Linked DNA regions of Sus scrofa: region 1 is linked to region 2. The links are chromatin contacts, called in public HiChIP or PLAC-seq maps. All regions are on one chromosome and are shown on one strand. Each heading gives the region's core, a stretch centred on a gene start, on an enhancer-like site or on the middle of the called end of the contact. The rest is flanking DNA. Distances are from core to core; before and after follow the strand shown. Region 1 has its middle 42 kb from the start of OAT. Region 2 overlaps CHST15 (carbohydrate sulfotransferase 15).

The links. HiChIP or PLAC-seq counts read pairs in DNA pulled down with a chosen protein or histone mark.
Region 1: a contact with region 2 is called in an H3K27ac HiChIP or PLAC-seq map of alveolar macrophages. The contact joins two enhancer-like sites. A contact is called at or near these places in 2 of 2 datasets of contacts at active chromatin or transcription factors (alveolar macrophages and skeletal muscle).

The regions. Positions count from the first base shown.
Region 1 is chr14:133,780,417-133,784,833 of Sscrofa11.1, forward strand. No RefSeq gene overlaps it. Among named protein-coding and RNA genes, the nearest start is that of OAT, 42 kb to the right of the region's middle. Within about 2 kb of position 1,920, at least 12 of the 83 cell types and tissues checked have an H3K27ac peak or open chromatin away from gene starts, as enhancers often do. A contact at or near this core is called in alveolar macrophages, where this site is marked.
Region 2 is chr14:133,479,573-133,484,095 of Sscrofa11.1, forward strand. All of the region lies in intron 5 of CHST15 (carbohydrate sulfotransferase 15), which reads right to left. Among named protein-coding and RNA genes, the nearest start is that of CHST15, 63 kb to the right of the region's middle. Within about 2 kb of position 1,864, at least 7 of the 83 cell types and tissues checked have an H3K27ac peak or open chromatin away from gene starts, as enhancers often do. A contact at or near this core is called in alveolar macrophages, where this site is marked.

The DNA.
Region 1 (4,417 bases), core at 670-3,169, 300 kb after region 2:
GCCCAGGTCTGAGCCGCTCAGTCTGTGTTTAGACCAGAAGGGCTGGTTCCCACCTGCCTTGGGGGCCTGGCAGCTACTGCCGGGGAGAGGGGAGGTTCCCAGCTCCCTGGAGGGACCTGACTCCCATCATGGAGCCAACAGAGGTCCGAGAGCTGTCACTTGGCTCAAGATACAAAGCCCTCAGCAAGGCCTGGCCTGTGATGGGGTAGGACGCATGAAGATGCTGGCTAGGACCTCAGCTCGGAGAAGACGGGGCTGGATGTGGCCCAGGACCGTCTGCCCTCCCAGCTGAATGAGTTTGTGTTCGCAGGACACAGGAGCGAGGGCAGTGGTATGAGAAAGACTTTTGCCCGAAATGCCTGTCCAGCAGCCTCCCCGTCACCCCCAGACCCTCTGCGCCTTCCTGACACTGCAAGATCCAAGTGCCCGGGGCTTGGTCCTTGACCCTCTTCTCTTGTCTCTCCACCGTCAACCTTGTGACTCTCATCCAGTTTCAAGACCTTAAGACTCTGTATGTCAGAGTTCCTGTTGTGGCTCAGCAGTTAACAAGCACAACTAGGATCCATGAGGACGCAGGTTTGATCCCTGGTCCCACTCAGTAGGTTACGGATCCGGCGCTATCGTGAGCGGTGGTGTCGGTCGGTCGCAGGCACAGCTCTGATTCAACCCCTAGCCTGGGAATTTCCATATGTAGCAGGTGCTGCCCTAAAAAGAAAAAAAAAAAAAAGACTGGATGTCAAAATTTTCCAGAAGCTCCCGTCTCAGTGGTTAACAAATCTGACTAGCATCCATGAGGACACGGGCTCGATCCCAGGCCTTGCTCAGTGGGTGGGGGATCTGGCATTGCTGTGAGCTGTGGTGTGGCTTGCAGGCGCGGCTTGGATCTGGCATTGCTGTGGCTGTGCTGCAGGCCAGCAGCTGTAGCTCTGGTTTGACCTGTAGCCCAGGAACCTCCATGTGCCTCAGTGAGGCCCTAAAAAAGCAAGCAAGCAAGAAAATTCCCGCATTGACCCTTCCAGCCTGATCCCTTCCCTGAACTATCCAGCTGCCTATTCACACATTTCCACTTGGGTGTCTGACAGATACCTCCGTCAGCCCAAAAATGAGTGGCCCAAAAAATCAAGGTTTTGTTTCTCTCTCTCTCTCTCTTTTTTTTTTTTTTTTTTTTTTGCTTTTTGGAGCCACACCCACAGCATATGGCAGTTCCCAGCCTAGGGGGTGAATCAGAGCTGCCACACACAGCCATGCCAGATCCTTAACCCACTGAGTGAGGGCAGGGGTCAAATCCACATCCTCATGGATACTAGTGGGTTCCTTACCACCGAGCCAGCACGGGAACTCCAGGCCTTACTCCTCATGATTCTCTTGGTTGGGAGCTTGGGCAGGGCTCATCTGGGCGGTTCATCTGCTCTGCGTGCTGTCAGCTGGAGTCACTCCCAAGGCTTCATCCTTCCGGGGGCTCAGCTGGGGCTGGAATGTGGAACGAGGTCCTTCTCCCAGGTCTGGAAGTGGGTGCCGCCTGTGTGTCCACCAGCTTCTCCTCTGGGAATCTCTCCCAGCCACTTACAGCTCAGCGCCTGGCTCCCAGAGAGCAAAGCCAAAGCTGCCGGCTCTTCAAGGTGAGGCCAGGAATGAACACGGCCTCCTTTCCCCCCCTCTCTAGAGATCAAAGCGAGTTACAAACCCGGCCCTAATTCAAGGGCGGGGGAGAGGAAGGGAAGCCTTGGCCTCCTGGTGGAACGGGGGGCGGGGGTGGAACAGCAGGGCAGGGCTTGTCCCCCGTCCTCTTTGGAAACTGTCTACCAGGACGAGCCAGACGCCTGGCTGACATCTGCTCCGTCACAAGTCCTGTTGGCTCCGTTCTCAGAAGCCATGTGGGATCTGACCACTTCCCTCCACCCCCACGGTGCCCAGCCTGGTCTGAGTCACCAGCATCCTTACCCCATTTCCTGGTCAGCCTCCCGAGAGAGCTCCCTAGTTCTCCTCTTAGAGTCTCTTCCCAACACAGCAGCTAAGTTGAACGTTCTAACCTTGAGGTCAAATCATGTCACTCTTCTCTTCACCCCTCCCTGTGGCTTCCTGTTTCCCTGGGAGGGGACCCAAAGCCCTTGGGATGGCCCCAAGGGTGCCTGCAACCCCCACGCACCATCTGGCATTACCACTCTGACTTGGTCTCTGACAATCGTGCCCCTCAGGCCCAGCCCTCCAGCCAGCCTGGCCTTTGTCCATCCAGAGAGCGCCCTGCTGCCTGCGAAGCATTCTCTTCACCAGAAGCAGCTACGTGCAGGGCCCAGTGCAAAATGAAAATACAGGCCCTTGGAGAATCTGCTGTGGCTCAGCAGCAACAAATCCAACTAGGATCCATGAGGACGAGGGTTCGATCTCTGGCCCCGCTCAGTGGGTTAAGGATCTGGCGTCGCCCTGAGCTGCAGTGTAGGTTGCAGAGGTGACTCGGGCCTGGTGTTGCTGTGGCTGCGGTGGAGCCTGGCAGCTACAGCTTCGATTCAACCCCTAGCCTGGGAACCTCCATAAGCCACAGGTGTGGCCCTAAAAAAAATAAAAGAAAGAAGATACAGGCCCTTGTTCCAAATGACTACGATTTGCAAGGAGGCAACAGGAGAGCATTAAACCAAGAGCAAGGAAAAGTGCAGAAGGTATTAAACGTGTAATCTGGAGCCCAGGGTCCCCCAGCCCCGGGAGCCCCAAAGGGCCCGTCAGGACTCAAGGCAGAGCCCAGCAGGATGGGGCTGAGGGGCAGCAACACCAGGGCTCTAATGAGAGGCTCACAAAACCTGTGAGTCGGCCACCGCAGGTCCCAACCCTGCGTCTGAGTCGGGCCAGACTTAACGACCTGGGCTGGAGTCGCCACCAACATAAAGAATCTTGTTCCCAGCAATTTTTACAAGGTGTTTATGGCCCCAGGACAACCTGGGGCTGAGACTCAGCTTAGGAGGCGGCTGCCCAGACAATGGGGACAAAGAGTCAGGTCAGCACAGGGCCCTGCAGAGCCGAGGCCATTCACCCCCTATGCAGGACGGGGGATTGGACCCTCACCCTGTTACCTGGCAGCCCCCCACCCACCACTCAACCTTGAGAAACACCTTCCCCCCCAGCAGACCAGAGTGGGTACCCCACACTGTACCCAGATTCCTGGGGTCTGGGAGGTCTACCCCCACCAGTGTTTAAACACAGCCCCAGAAAACACCAAAAACAAGGGGGTGGGGTCTCTGAGTCACTGCCCCCAACAGCACCAAGGACCCTGGGAATGCTCTCTGCTCCCACAGGCCTCCCCATCAACTCGATCAGCCCACATGCTTCATAACAGTTCATCCAATGTTGCATTCCCGCTACTCAAGCACAGCCGTCACAAGGGTCCAAGGTGCGTGAGCTAAGCGCCCACACGGATGCGATTCAAGCATTTTACTTGAAGGCAGCTACCATTTACTGGGAACTTAACATGTGCTGGACTCGGGGAAAGGGCTTTGCGTGAATGATGTCATTCAGGCCTCACAGCACCTTGGGAGGTAAGCTTATCATCCTCAACCTATGTCACAGGTAAGGAGTCAGGTTTGGACCAGCTTGAAAACACGCCGAGAAGCGATGGGCAACCCCGGATCTGCAGAGGGTAGCGCTGGGCTCCTTCCATCTTGCTGTCCAGGGCCACTCCTCCTGAGAGGCAATCGTGCTACCAGCATAGGGAAGAAGCAGCCTACTCCACCGGGCACAATCAAAGAGGGCTTCCTGGAAGTGGTGATGTCTAAGTTGGGCCTCAAATGATAAATAGGATTTGGCTAAGAAAGAGAAGAGGGAGCATGTGTAGGGGTCCAAGCATAGCAGGCAGGAACTACAGGCATCCTGGCACCGTGATGCACATCCTTGGAGGCACTGATGCTTGGGGTTCTGCCCAATTGTTAGTAATAGTAACAGCGTCCACGCACACAGCCAACGCTTCCTAAGCGCTTCACAGAATTACATTTCATCCTCACAAATATTCTAGAAGCAAAGACACTATTGTTGGTCCAAAGGTCCAAAGACCGAGACCCAGGGATGTTAGGAAACCCACCGACTGCATGATCTCAGGCGAAAGGTGAGGCCAGGTCCACATGGGGGGTTTCATTGGCAGCCAGTACTTATGCCCTCAGTCTCCATGCAGGGAGCCTGTGGACGGGGGCTCGTGGGAGCTGGCGGGGACACACTGGCACTGGGATGGAGAAATCCTGCTTCCACGCCCAGCTCTGGCCCTCGCTTCTCAAGCCCAGGCGAGTGACTTCACCTCTCAGCATCTCCACGATGCCGGGGGATGGCATCTCTCTTCTCCTGGGGGCATCTCTCACAGGGGCAGCAGCGGCATTGCAGCACCCAGCCAAGCGATTTTCTGGCTATGGTAGACCCAAGAAAACCTCATGGTTGTTCAACC
Region 2 (4,523 bases), core at 614-3,113:
ATATGCGTGACCTTACACGGCCACCAGCACCATCTAATTCCAGGACATTTTCAGCACCCCAGAGGGACTGTTGGCTTTAACCTGTCAGTCCCCAGAGGGGCCACTGTCAGCAGTTGCTAAGATCCCCAAGCCCAAAAGGCCCAAGGAAGCCTGAGCCTCAGTGTCAGGGCCGCGTGGCCAAGTGCAGGCTGTCGGAGGCCTGGAGCTGCGCCGTCTCCTGCCACGTACTGCCCACCCAGCAGACCTCTCAGAGAGCCATGTGTGGAGGAAAGCCCTGGGGCAGATGCCGAGGCTGGGGACAGAGGCTGAGGCTGGGGGCAGACGCCAAAGCTGGGGACGGCTGGGAGCAGCTGACAGCTCCTGGACCAGCTCACCCCAGGCCATGCTGGCCCCGGCTCCCTGTGCTCCCAGATTGCCCCCAGCTGGTGCTGTGAACAAATGGTCATCTTTCCTCACCAGCAGCTCCCAAAGTGGACACACCATCTTCCAGTCCACCGCCCATGAGAGCACAGGGCCCTGCGGCCTCCAGAGGGTCGAGCACACACGATACCAGAGCGACAGCTAGAGAGCCCTCGTTACTCTCCATCTGCTGGCATCCAGATCCAAAGCACTGGTCAATAACCCCCACCCTCTGATACAACGCCATCAATAATGATTATAGATATTTTTTCCTACAAGAAAAAAGTCATTTCATGTAGCTGGGAAGGAGGCCCTTTCATCCAATGACTCACAAACCGTGAACATCTCGTCACAAGGGACAGTGAAGCAGGACCAGCTAATTTGGAGGAAACGTCAGCGTCACCTCAGACTGTACCTGTAGGTGACACTGATGAGGCTCATTTTCTGCCAGAAAAGAACATCCAGGTTTGGGCCTAAAAAGGTCAATGTGGCTGCCAAGCTTTGGGTTCCCCGGGGGCCACCTGGGCCGTGTCTTCTCCTCCGCTTGAGCACAAGCAGGATTCTGGGCCCACCTCTGTTTCTTCCTGAGCATCTGCTCTCGGGCCTTGGCGGACATCCAGGGGTGGTGGCAATGCCAAATACACCCTCCATTCTCAAGCCCCGTGTGGCTTACAAAGCACTGTCACATGATCCCGGTACCCGGCGTCTCTACAGGTGAAAAAGGTGCACAGAGGATGGGCTGCCACTGGGTGAGGCCGCAGCAAAGCCAGGCCTGCTTCCCGCCGTGGGGGTCTTACTGCAGAGTGACGGCCACCAGTCCCCTGGCTGACCAGTGCGTGATAACCCGCCCTCGATAATCAGCCCCAACTCTCCGTACCAGGTTCCCCAACTCCACCTGGAGGCCCAGCCTCGGCGCCCGGTGCCCCCACCACCTCTGCAGCCGCTGGCTCTTCTTCCCAGCCTTCCTTGCCCCACAGACCCGCCCTTTGCAAACAATCCATGTGGGAATGCTCGGGCCAGCCAGTGGCTTTGTAAACACTTCTCCCCAAAATAAACAGTGGTAAACACAGGGGAGTCTTCAGCACGATGGTTTTTCTCCCACCAGTAACGAGATGTGGGCCCTCCCTAGGTGGTCACTCCTGAACGGTCTTCAGAGACACCCGCAGACAGGCCCGCATGCCCTGGCCAGGGCTTGGCCAGCTCCCCCTTTCTGCCCTGGGCAGCTCACAGTGCAGCCCTATAAAGTGACCTCGTGCAAATTTGGGGGCCCATAGAAAGATGTGTCAATGACACCTGGACAGGCAGCTTCTGAGAAGCGAAAGCATGAATCCACCGGGAAATTAACAAGCGGCTTAGGACACTCGCTGCTGTCTTCCTCACAACTCAACGGCGGCTTGTGATCCTTAATCCTCCAAGTCAAGCCCACAAGAGGAAAAAGAGAAGCTAGCAGTGCTGGCAGCCGGGGTGGGGCGGGGAAGGGAGAAGGACCGGAAATCCATCATGACCTTGACAATTCTGTGCTGCCCCGCCCCCACTCTATCTCTTGCCCACAGGGAAGTTCTCCAAATTTCCCTTTGAGATAGTTACATTAATATTTAACCCATTCGTGCTAAGAACAGCCTGCTTTTTAATCCTCCTGCATATCTGTTACAGAGAACACATCACATGGCAGCAGCGTGCCAGGGCTCCTCTTCCGTCTGAGAACATGTCTCTGGCACCAAATTGGTACTTCCAGCAACCTGGAGAAGCTGGGCTATTTGGAGGAGGTTTTCGCCACCGGCTGAGTAGCTAGACTCTGAAGTCAGAGGTCCAACAATTCAAAACTGATGCAAAAGCATCCATGGGGAGTTCCTGCTATGACACAACAGGACTGGTGGTGTCTCTGCAGCACTGGGATGCAGGATCGATGCCCAGCACGGTGGGTTAAGGACCTTGCATTGCCACAGCTGTGGCATAGGCCGCCACTGCAGCTCGAATCTGTTCCCTGGCTTGGGAACTCCATATGCTGCGGGGCAGCCAAAAGAGAAAAAATAAATAAAAATCAAAAGCATAGATCGGGCTCAGCTCCTTGCTACACAGCAAGTCGCTGCCCTGGGTGAGCATCCTGCTCTCACCACTGAGGAGAGAGGGGAGTCCAGGCTTAGGCACCCGCACAGACTGGTGTCCTCACTGCTCGTGGAACTTTGCAGAAGTGGGAGCTGACCTGCCGATGGCTCACAGCTCAGTCCCTACACTGAAAAGACCTGCCCCACATAAGGTTAAGCCCCTTCAGGGCAGACACAGCCAATGGCTGGTGGGTGGGCGATGCCTCGTGAAAGGGCCACCGTGGCTACTTTGCTCCCATGGGGGTGGCTGAGAGCCCTGTTGTGCCTGCATCGTAGCTCAACTCCTCCATCGGTCTTTCCCGCTACCCTCTCAGGGTTGTCCCAAAATCACTCCCCAGGAACCTCCTACACACAAAAGGCCACCTCAGAGTCTGCATCCCAATGACTGACCTAAGACAGAGGTGAAAAGCTTGGATCCTCAGACCGGCATGGGATCAAATCTCAGTCTAGCCACTTACTAACCAGGTGACAGTGGACAGGTAACTTAACCCCCCTGAGATCACACAGCTCACCTGACACATCCTGACAACCCTTTCAGCTGCTTGCACAGTTCAAAGGAGGCAATGCCTGCAAGGGGCTTAGCACAGAGCCATTTGCAGTATGTGCTCAACTAGCACCAGGTCCCCTCCCTCCACTAGATGGGGACTCCAGGTGGGCCTCGGACAGGAAGGGCTTTGCTCCGCAGTGGATGCGGTGCATCTAGCACTTCAACGACGATGCTCCATCAATGCGAGTGAGGACATGAGGGCTCAGCTTGGTTACTGTTATCATTATTTGCTGCTACTTGGCTTAATAATACCAGCGAATAATAACAATATTTACCACTTGTCCAGCACTGTTTCAACATACTACACATATTAAGATCTATAATTCTCACAACCCTAGAGGTAGGACTATTTCCCCCCATTTCACCACTGAGGAAATGAGGCACAGAGAGGTTGACTAGCTTGCCCACAGTCACAGAGCCAGGAAGTGGCAGAGCTGGGATTTTCGAATCACAATGATCCTGGGTCCCTGCTCACCACCCACGCACCCCACCATCCACTCTGGAGATGGAGTGAAATTCTTCTGGACCAGCTGGCCCACATCCTGGCTCATCGTTCTGTCTGAATGACCAACTGCACATAAAGGGACATATTTCATTAAAAGCCGCATTCCTTCCATTCCTAGTTGATCTTCATAAGTAGAGTAAGTGTTTAACCAGTCCAGTGGGGTTGTTTTCAAAATCACTTCTAAAAGCAGGGGAAAGAAAATTCCCAAGGTTCCAAAGCCAAGGCATTTGGGTCAAAATCAAGGTCTCCTCTTAAGGGAACCGAGTCCTCTTCCCTTTTGACGCATCGTCAAACGACGGGACAACCAAGGGCTCCTGAGGCGGCTGTGTCTGGGGCTGTGCTCAGGCTACACGCAGAACTAAGACCAAGAGGCAGCGACGTCCAGGACAGATGGCACAGCACCCCTCTCCAAACAGCCCTTGGGCAGACTGTGCTGGGGCAGTTGACACCTTCGGCTGTTTCCCATAGTTTGTGGGGGCTGTAACCACCTCTGAATTAAGATCAAACTCTATCCACTGTCTCTCAAATGAAGAAGCAGGAGGCCAATGGAAGCTGAGTTGAAAGGTCTTTTCCACTTTTGAATTGAACCAATAAAGAAAACTCCTGCTTGTAACTGGTGGCTTCTCTTTAATTCACTAGGCCCACTTGGCCGAAGAACTTGAATTTTAAATTGTTATGATCTCTTGCACAGAGAAACTTACAACAGGAATTCGTGGCTGCCCTTTGGGGCCCTAATAACCACCCACCTACCTTCCACTATGCCCCCCTCTCCCCGAGAAAAATAAGGGGACCTGCTGTTTACAACCTTCTCTGGAAACTTTCAAGTGACGGCTTTGATTCTGCTGACAATTCCAACATTTCCAAACCCTCTACCCTTGATCAATTATAGAAAAAAGGCTAAAGGTAAACCTACAACTAGAAACACAAGTTCCTCCCCCTCCTCTCCCAGCCCGTCTGCAGAGGGAAA